Regions from separate parts of the Zea mays genome. Here region 2 is linked to region 1. Evidence: chromatin contacts called from public Hi-C data. All regions are on one chromosome and are shown on one strand. The core of a region is the stretch at or near the end of the contact, and the rest is flanking DNA. Distances in the headings are between cores, read along the strand shown. Region 1 holds the start of LOC103647660 (TVP38/TMEM64 family membrane protein YtxB). Region 2 holds the start of LOC103647664 (protein argonaute 18).

The links. Hi-C and Micro-C count contacts between places; a contact is called where the count stands out from the background.
Region 2: a Hi-C map of leaf shows a contact between it and region 1, with 5 times the contacts expected there. The contact joins the promoter of LOC103647664 here to the promoter of LOC103647660 in region 1. A contact is called at or near these places in 4 of 25 Hi-C or Micro-C datasets (ear, leaf, root tip and 1 more).

What each region holds. Positions count from the first base shown.
Region 1 is chr2:205,340,267-205,344,322 of Zm-B73-REFERENCE-NAM-5.0, reverse strand. It overlaps LOC103647660 (TVP38/TMEM64 family membrane protein YtxB), which reads right to left and starts at 1,928. Exons shown (of 4, transcript XM_008672161.4): 1 at 1,358-1,928. The coding sequence starts at 1,606.
Region 2 is chr2:205,485,333-205,489,388 of Zm-B73-REFERENCE-NAM-5.0, reverse strand. It overlaps LOC103647664 (protein argonaute 18), which reads right to left and starts at 2,044. Exons shown (of 22, transcript XM_008672165.3): 1 at 1,882-2,044; 2 at 382-1,127; 3 at 1-291. The coding sequence starts at 1,110.

The DNA of each region.
Region 1 (4,056 bases), core at 679-3,178:
TACCATATCATTGCAGTCAAATTATGGTGAAGTGCAAGAACAGATGAAGCATCAGTTCATATCTTATATATAAAGGCCAATCACAGGCAATGATTAGAATTAACAGACAGCTATGGCTCATTGGGGCAGTATTTTCCCCCCAAGAGTCGTATCACACTGTCACAGTTTTAAGTGTACTCTACTCAATAATATAATACCCTCAATGCGATGTAGACATCCAAAAGAATTGACTTCCGAAGAGATGAATTAATATTCTGTGTCGTAATATATATATTAAGATCCTTGAACACTACAATAAAATAAGCTAGCAAAATATTATCACCAACTACACCAACATCAACATCCAATCAAAACATATTGCCCAAAAAAGCCTTGTGAAGTATTTCTCGGGAAGTTAAACATCATAACAGGAGCATGGCCAGAAAATGGAAAAGTATTTCTACCAACTACTTCTGGGGAATAGCTTTCACAGCAGAGTTTGCTTAGACCACAACAAGTGGGTCCAGAGCCCAAACGGCAGCACAAGCTGTACTTGTTCCAGGTATCACTTCGATGTCAAGTTGCTTGTTGTGAACACGAACTTCCGCAACCAGAGTGGGTTTGTTTAATTAAAAATCCACCAAAATATTTAGCCATGATGTCCCTCACAATAAGGTCCACTGCAATTCTGTACCACATCTTAACATCCAGAAATATCAAGAACCAGTTGGTTTGTGAGACTATTCCTACCCATCCACCTTTTGGTGGAAACACATTCACTACTGGAGGTCCAGAGCACCATGCCTGCAGACCCCACATATTGGACCACTAAATAACAGTGGTAGGCATTGACCGATGTCAAAACTTCGAGAATTAGCAAAGGATTTCTCCTGCTGTATTCCAGCTGGGAATAATGCTAAATACGCTCTTCGACAACGACATCCATATGGTCCCACTCATCTTCAAAATTGATATCTCAACAAAATCTATTGGTACTCTAAGCTCTGGTTCAGATTGAGATCCTTTGACAACATCATCCTTCTGCTGGTAATATTGCTAAAAGGGAAATTAGTCATCTCACCTATTCTCACGAGCTAGCCACAAAAAAAAACATATATGTAACAATACAAACAAAAAATGGAAAATGTTTCTACCACAAACAAACCAAATGTATCAACAAATATCCAAGCACTCCTGCACAAATCGAAACCGCATCGCAACCGACGATTCGACAGACAACGCGGGAGCAGAACTGATAAGTGATAGGAAAGATCTCGCGTTCGCGAGGACTTCCCGCACGATCCGTGATGCAAACAATCCCCTCAAAGGAGGCGCCGGCGGAGAGGGGGGGCAGGAGGTGCAGGGCGAAAACACGTACCTTCTTGATAAGGAGCGGGCCGAGGAAGACGACCGCGGCAGCTCCGGCCCCAGCAAGGACGATCCCGAGCACGGCGACCTTGGCCCACCACCGGATCGCGCTGCACCGCAGCACCCTAGGGCACTCCGCCGCCGCGGCCGCCTTGACGGCCGCCGCGGCATCTCCCTCCCCCTTGGACGCCACCTCCGCCTCCTCCGGGATCCTCACATAGTCGCCGCGTCTGCCATTGGCGGACCCGGGCGAACCCATCGACCGTGGGGACCCGATCAGGCTAGCATCCGCGGGGTACCCCGGATTGTGCTGGTGAGGAGCCGTCGGATCGGCTGGGGCCCGAGCGGGATTGGGCTCGGGTTGGGCTTGTTCCGGCGAGCTCGGCGTGGTTGAATGCTAGGGTTTGTGTCCGGGACTCCGGGAGGCCGGAAGCGTTTATGAGAAGAAGCAGGTGGAGGAGAGAGGCAACGGCATTGGAGCGGAGAGCGGACTCGGAGAGGGGAAGGGAAGGGAGGTGAGGTGGGAGTACGTAGTATTTCTCCGAGTAGACTTTTTAGGTGCAAAAATTTGCGGAAATGGGTGTGAGGATAATGCTGAATGACGTTTTCGCCCTCTAGTGGTTGTATTGTATACTGTGCAGATTTTTGCTCTCCAATGTTCAGGTAGTTGTGTAAACGCATTATCATCATTATTTGTGAAGAAAAATCTTTGTGGTACCAAGTACTTCGTTAAGATATCCAAATTTTCAATACATTATGTGTATCGGGTGTATAGTGAAGAATAGTATGTATTTATGAATTCAAAATATTCTATAATTTAAATTTTAAAAAATAGCGGAATCACTCATTTCTTTAGTATTTAGGCTATCTAGCAGCTTACTCATCTTTACCTTCTATTTTAAGCTTCAATATATAAACAATGTAAAATCGTGTTCTTCGTAGTTATATGCACGATCAGTTGGTTTGAAAGCAGGAAGCGAGATAAGAAATATGATAGAGAAACTGATGGACATAGTCTAAGTATCGTGGTACGTATCATCTTTGTGCGTTTAAAATCGCAGTTTGGATTTGTTGTCGTTCTTTGTGTTCTACGCTGCTTTTAGGAGTAGCCGTATTGGGAAACCATTTCTAAGTGAAAATGAAGACCCGGCATAAAAAAAAAAACCCAACTTTTCAACAGACCAGGCTAACCATGCAATGCTTGTACGTGAACATTGTACATATGCACCATGTATATTGTTGGATACCGATGGCGATAAAAAAAGCAAGAGATAATGTGGAGCGCTAATGGGTTCAAAGTATGATAGTTGATTGGAGCAAAAGCTATCTACGATGTGGATGGGACATAAGGCGTGTTTTTTTTAGGCTTCACCTCACCTCCACAGAAGAAAAGCTATTATTAGTGTCTGTGTGTGTTACGAGGTGATTTCCCATTCATCCACGACCATCACCCGTGCTTTTTGTACGCCACCGGGGATTGATTTGGTGACAGGAAGATCACGGAAGGATTGAAGAGGATTGAGGGGGAAATGAACTAATTTCTTTCTCAATCCCCTCAAATCCTCTCGTGATCCCAGGTCATTAAATCAGGTCTAAGCAATCTCTACTACTAATTATGTATGGAGTGTAGGCGTCCACAGGTGGATTGGTGCACGGTTCTGCCGATCTGTCCGACGTACGCACCCGCATGGAAACAATCAGCAGGCACCCTTCCCCGCCGCCCCGGATGTCGCCCCTCGCGGATCTCGCGCCAGCCCCCGCCTGCCCTTCCACTCATGCCCCACTGCTCCGCCGCGGATCTCGCCCCCCGCGGATCTCGCGCTCGCCACAACAGCTAATCTCGACCATGCCCCACAATCTCGGCCAGCCCTGCTGTACCCCCGCCTGCCTGTGCACCCTCCCACGCGCGATGGAAGCAGTCCGCCATACCCCTCCCACCACAACCGCGCAGCACCGTCCTGGGCACGGCGCCCCGCGCGGGGCGCTCCTCGGCCCGCATCTGCTTGCGGAGATTGGCCTCGACGAAGAGGGGCTCGGCGGAGGCCGCGGAGGGGAGCGGCGAGAAGGAGATGAGCAGCGCGCGGGAGGAGAAGAAGATCGACGCGGAGATGAGGAGCAGGAGAAGCAGCAGGCGAAGACGAGCACCACGAGCTCGCTCCCCTCCAGCAGCGAGCGCTCCTCCAGCTCCGCTTGCAACAACCTCACGAAAGGAGGTAGGTGCCGCGCCCAACCCGTTGCTGGTTAATCAGCTGATGTTGCTACTGCCCTGCCCCGCATGGCACCCCAGGGGCGGAGAGCGACGAGGAGATACGACGGGTGCCGGAGATGGGCGGCGCGTCGGCGTCAGCCTCGTCGGGCGCCGGCGCGGACGAGCGTCCCAAGGGGGAGGACGGCAAGCAGGGGCAGGTGGCCGCGCCCAACCCGTTGCTGGTTAATCAAACTGTTGCTTGCTTTGCACCTACTTTGATTTATCAGGAAAAATTTGAATGTTTATTACATTCCCATTGGACATTTGTTACTGTTTGGTTGCGACTTTGCTTAGCAATTTTCCTCAGGAATCTTGTGTTTCCTATGCGTTATGGTCCTAGACTTATGGCTATTCTAATTTATTTAGGCTGATTGGAAGAAGTGCATTTCTCAAATTTATTCTAGAAACTGGGTTTGAGTGAGTTCTATAATTTGCATTCACGCCAATCAAATTTTAGCATG
Region 2 (4,056 bases), core at 795-3,294, 140 kb before region 1:
CGCCTGCGCCGGGATGTCCGTTGGGTACCCTGCCATGAGCATCAACAGCTGGTCGAGGCTGACCGCCGTGGCATGCTTGATCACCACCTTGTACCTCCTTTCCATCCTGCCAGACAAGGTGACAACGAATTCCTTGGTCTTGAAGGGCAGCTCTCCGGCGGTGAACAGTGACTTCTGCCCGTCGTATGCAGGCAGGCGGCCGCCAAGCTCGGTCTGCCGGTTCTCGGAAACCAGCTTCGACATGACTTGCCTGTATATGCCCCTTAGCGTCGTCTCTGGTGAGATGGCCACCTGCAGAAACACACAACAACCATAGCAATGGTGGGCAACGGTGATCAGATGAAGGCCATGACTGACAACGCGGTGCGGCGGCGGCCTTACGTCGTAGTGGTGCAGGCCCTTTTCGACGAGGCCGACAAAGAAGTGGTTGGCCTTGACGACGCACGGCGTCCCCACGGCGCCGAAGCCCGGGCGCGCTGGAAACATGGGCTCGTCGCGGTGAATGTCCATCGTCTTGAACTTGTCCCTCAACGCGGCTGCGTCGGCCGCGTAGCGGTCCGCGAGGGGCGGACCGGCTTGGCGCAGAGCAGGACGTGGGGTTTGTAGGCCGCCATGCCCGCGCTCGCGGCCGTAGTCGCTGCCTCCCTGTCCCTGGTAGCCGCGACCACCTCGGCCCCCGCCACGGCCTTCCTGGTAGCCCCCACCATGTCCTCCATAGTAGCCGCCGCCACCACGGTCCCCGCCACGTCCTTCATAGTAGTAGCCGCCGCCACCCCGGCCACCACCACGTCCTTCCTGGTATCTGCCGCCGCCGCGGCCCCCGCCACGCCCTTCCTGGTATCCGCCGCCGCCGCGGCCCCCGCCACGACCTTCCTGGTATCCGCCGCCGTCGCGGCCGTCGAAGCCACGACCACCGCCCCTGCCGCCGCCACGTCCGCCGCTGTCGTCGCCGTAGTACTGACCACCTCGACCGCGGCTGTCGTCGCCGTAGTACTGACCACCTCGACCGCCGCCGTAGCCCCGCCCCGCCTGGCCCTGAATAACGTTGGGGTTCGCCTGACCCCAGCCGCCGCCGCCAACCCGACCTCCTCCGCGCTGATGGCTCGCCATTGCAGCTACTCACGTCCCTAGGAAAGGAACGAGCGCCATGATCAGCTACTAGTAAAACCACAGTGGCGTGAAAAGAAAGGAAGGGAACGGAGTTACGGGAGATGGAAATAAAGATGGAAGGCGTAGGCGGGGCAAATGGCAATGGGGGAAAAAATCGCATTGCACCATTTGACGTTAATATCTCCAAGAAGAAACGCGGAAGAGGAAGGCTAGCTCGCATGATAAATTCCATAAATGATTAAACTTTATTTATATAGAACACCATTCGTCATCGAAAACCCCACGACTCAGAAAACCAACGCGGAGTTCGTCATCTAAAACCCCACGAGGCCCACGACTATGTGGTAGGCCACAAAACCCCAATCTTTTCGCACAACAGTCGTTTTACAAAAATATTAGAAAATATATACATATGAAATGGAACACATAGGTAGGGATCAACAATCCCGCTTTTTCAAATAAACCTTGTGTCCAAACTAGGAAGCAAAAGAAAAAAAAAAGAAACCGAAGTGTGTCAAGAAGAAATGACCGTGCGAGACAAAGAGAAAGAGCCAAGCAACAACCGGGCGATGGCGATGGCGATGGCGAGGGCGAGTCCTTTTCTAATCGTCGCCAGACAAGGAAGACGAGAAGTCACCGCACTAGATCCCAAACCCAGACCGCGTCGCACAGAGAAGAACTCAACGCGTTCGAAAGAAGAGAAAACCCCAAAGGATCCTAAAAGAGACAAACAAACGTCGCACAGAGAACCGGTGCGCAACGATGGGCAACCTTTCTTTTGCGTGCGCTCAGGGATGAGCGGCGAGGAGAGATTGCGAAATGGCCGGCCGAACAACCGTTGGGCTGCCTCGCCGTCTGCACGACTTCCTCTGTCACGTGGTTCGCCCTGCGCTCTGTATACTGTTGTGTTGCCACACTGGTGCTGGAGGCCGCCAGTGCCTGTGTAGCGCAGGGCCCAATATATAGGTGTGGAGGAAACGATTCTTCAGCAAGTCGTCAGGCGCGGACCCACCAGGTCTTTCCGGCGCAACCATGGCACCACCTCCACACCCTTGGCCACGACCCACGACCCGGATTGGCCGCTTTATCTCTATGGACAATATGGAATGCCTCCGCGGTTTAGGGTCGGTTGTAAAGGCATTTTATGATATAGTGTTTGGGTGTTTGGGTGAACTTTATGATATAGTGTTTGAATACTACGGTTTTGACACGATTGTAATTTTTTTAGTACTGCACTCTACACCAAGATTTCTCTCATGAAAACTATCACACCAGATTTAAAGATAAACCTAAATATATTTCATATGTGTGTCAGAAGTTTTACACATATGATTACTCAGTGTACAAACTAGTGTCACAAACTCTATTATATAAGCATAATGTCTTTACAAAAATTAACTAAATAATGGAAACTAAACAACGATTACAGTGACGACGAACCCGATCACAAGATGTGGCGACGACAGGCTCGAACTCATCATAGTAGTCTTCCTCTTGGTGACTTGGTGACTTGGTTATGAGTAGAGATGGCCAAATGGGCGGCACGGCACGGCCCGGCCCGGGCACGGCCAGGCACGACACGGTTAGGGCACGACCCGTTTAGCCCGTTTAATAGCCGTGCCGTGCCGGCACGGCACTAGTGCCTAAGGCCAGGCCCAAGCACGGCACTAAGCCTGCTTAGCCGTGCCGTGCCGGCCCGTTTAGCCCGTTTAGCCCGTTTAGCACTATACCACAGAATTTTAGTCAGATATTCACAAACACAGTTAAAACATACTAAAATAGCTAATATTGAACTGTTTAGTGCAATGGCTGACTCATTAAAAACCTATTTAGATAAAAACTCACCCTTGTGAGAAAACCCTATATAAGAAAAAAGAGTACAACACACAGCTAACTACTCGTGCTTGGATCTAATCATGTATAATCGTGCCTAACCGTGCCTAGGGGCTAATCGTGCCGTGCCCGTGCCGGCCCAGCGTGCCTGATGCTCGGCCCAGGCACGGCACTACCTATCGGGCCGTGCCGGCACGGGCCCGACACTAGCCGTGTCGTGCCGTGCCCAGGCACTACGGGCCGTGCCGTGCTTCGGGCCGGCCCGTTTAGCCCGGCCCGGCTGGCCATCTATAGTTCTGAGCAACAAATTCCGCAAGGGTAAGTACATTTATGGTGTGTACTCAGCAAAATTTGTAGAAAAAAGTGCAATGTAAGGCTTACCAAGTAATGTAGGTGAAGCTAATCATTACTTTTAAATTTTGTTGGTCAAAATTTTATTAGCAATTACTAAATGTAAGTACATAAAGTATTAGTTAAATAAATGATCATAGAGACAATACCAACAATAAAATGCATGTCTGTTTTAATTCAATTTTATAATTTAACTATGCGAGAGGCCCGAACCGCTCTTGACAGTACGCACGGCTCATATATCAGTTTTACACTCTACAGAGATTGCACATCTTTACCCACAAGTCGTATTTCTCATTTGCCTCAGGTTAGCTAGATCATTCACCTCTTTATAGGAGGTAGGACAGGATTCACTACGAGACCTTTACAAAGTTGCAGTAGCATGAGAAAACCCGCTACGATTTCAAGCAGAGGTGGTATAGGAATATCTCGTCTGAAAAGCTACCATAGAGCAGATCAGCCCGAGAACCTCTCTATACTTGAGTAACTACTCTCCACTTGTCCCTTTTGGGTAAGGTTCTCACACACTAACTTCTCTAATTAATTAGCCAGAACAGTAGTCATAATAGTCCTTTTGGTTGTACTGTTTTCTCAAGTTGTTATTCCTTGTTCTGGTTAAATAAGGTGATCTTATAATGTATAATAAATAACCCAACAATAAAAAACCATAATAAAATATTATCATGATTCATAAGTATCAATATCACACAACGATAGAGATGGTCCTAAAACATCTGACTTATATGAAAAATCTAATATTTT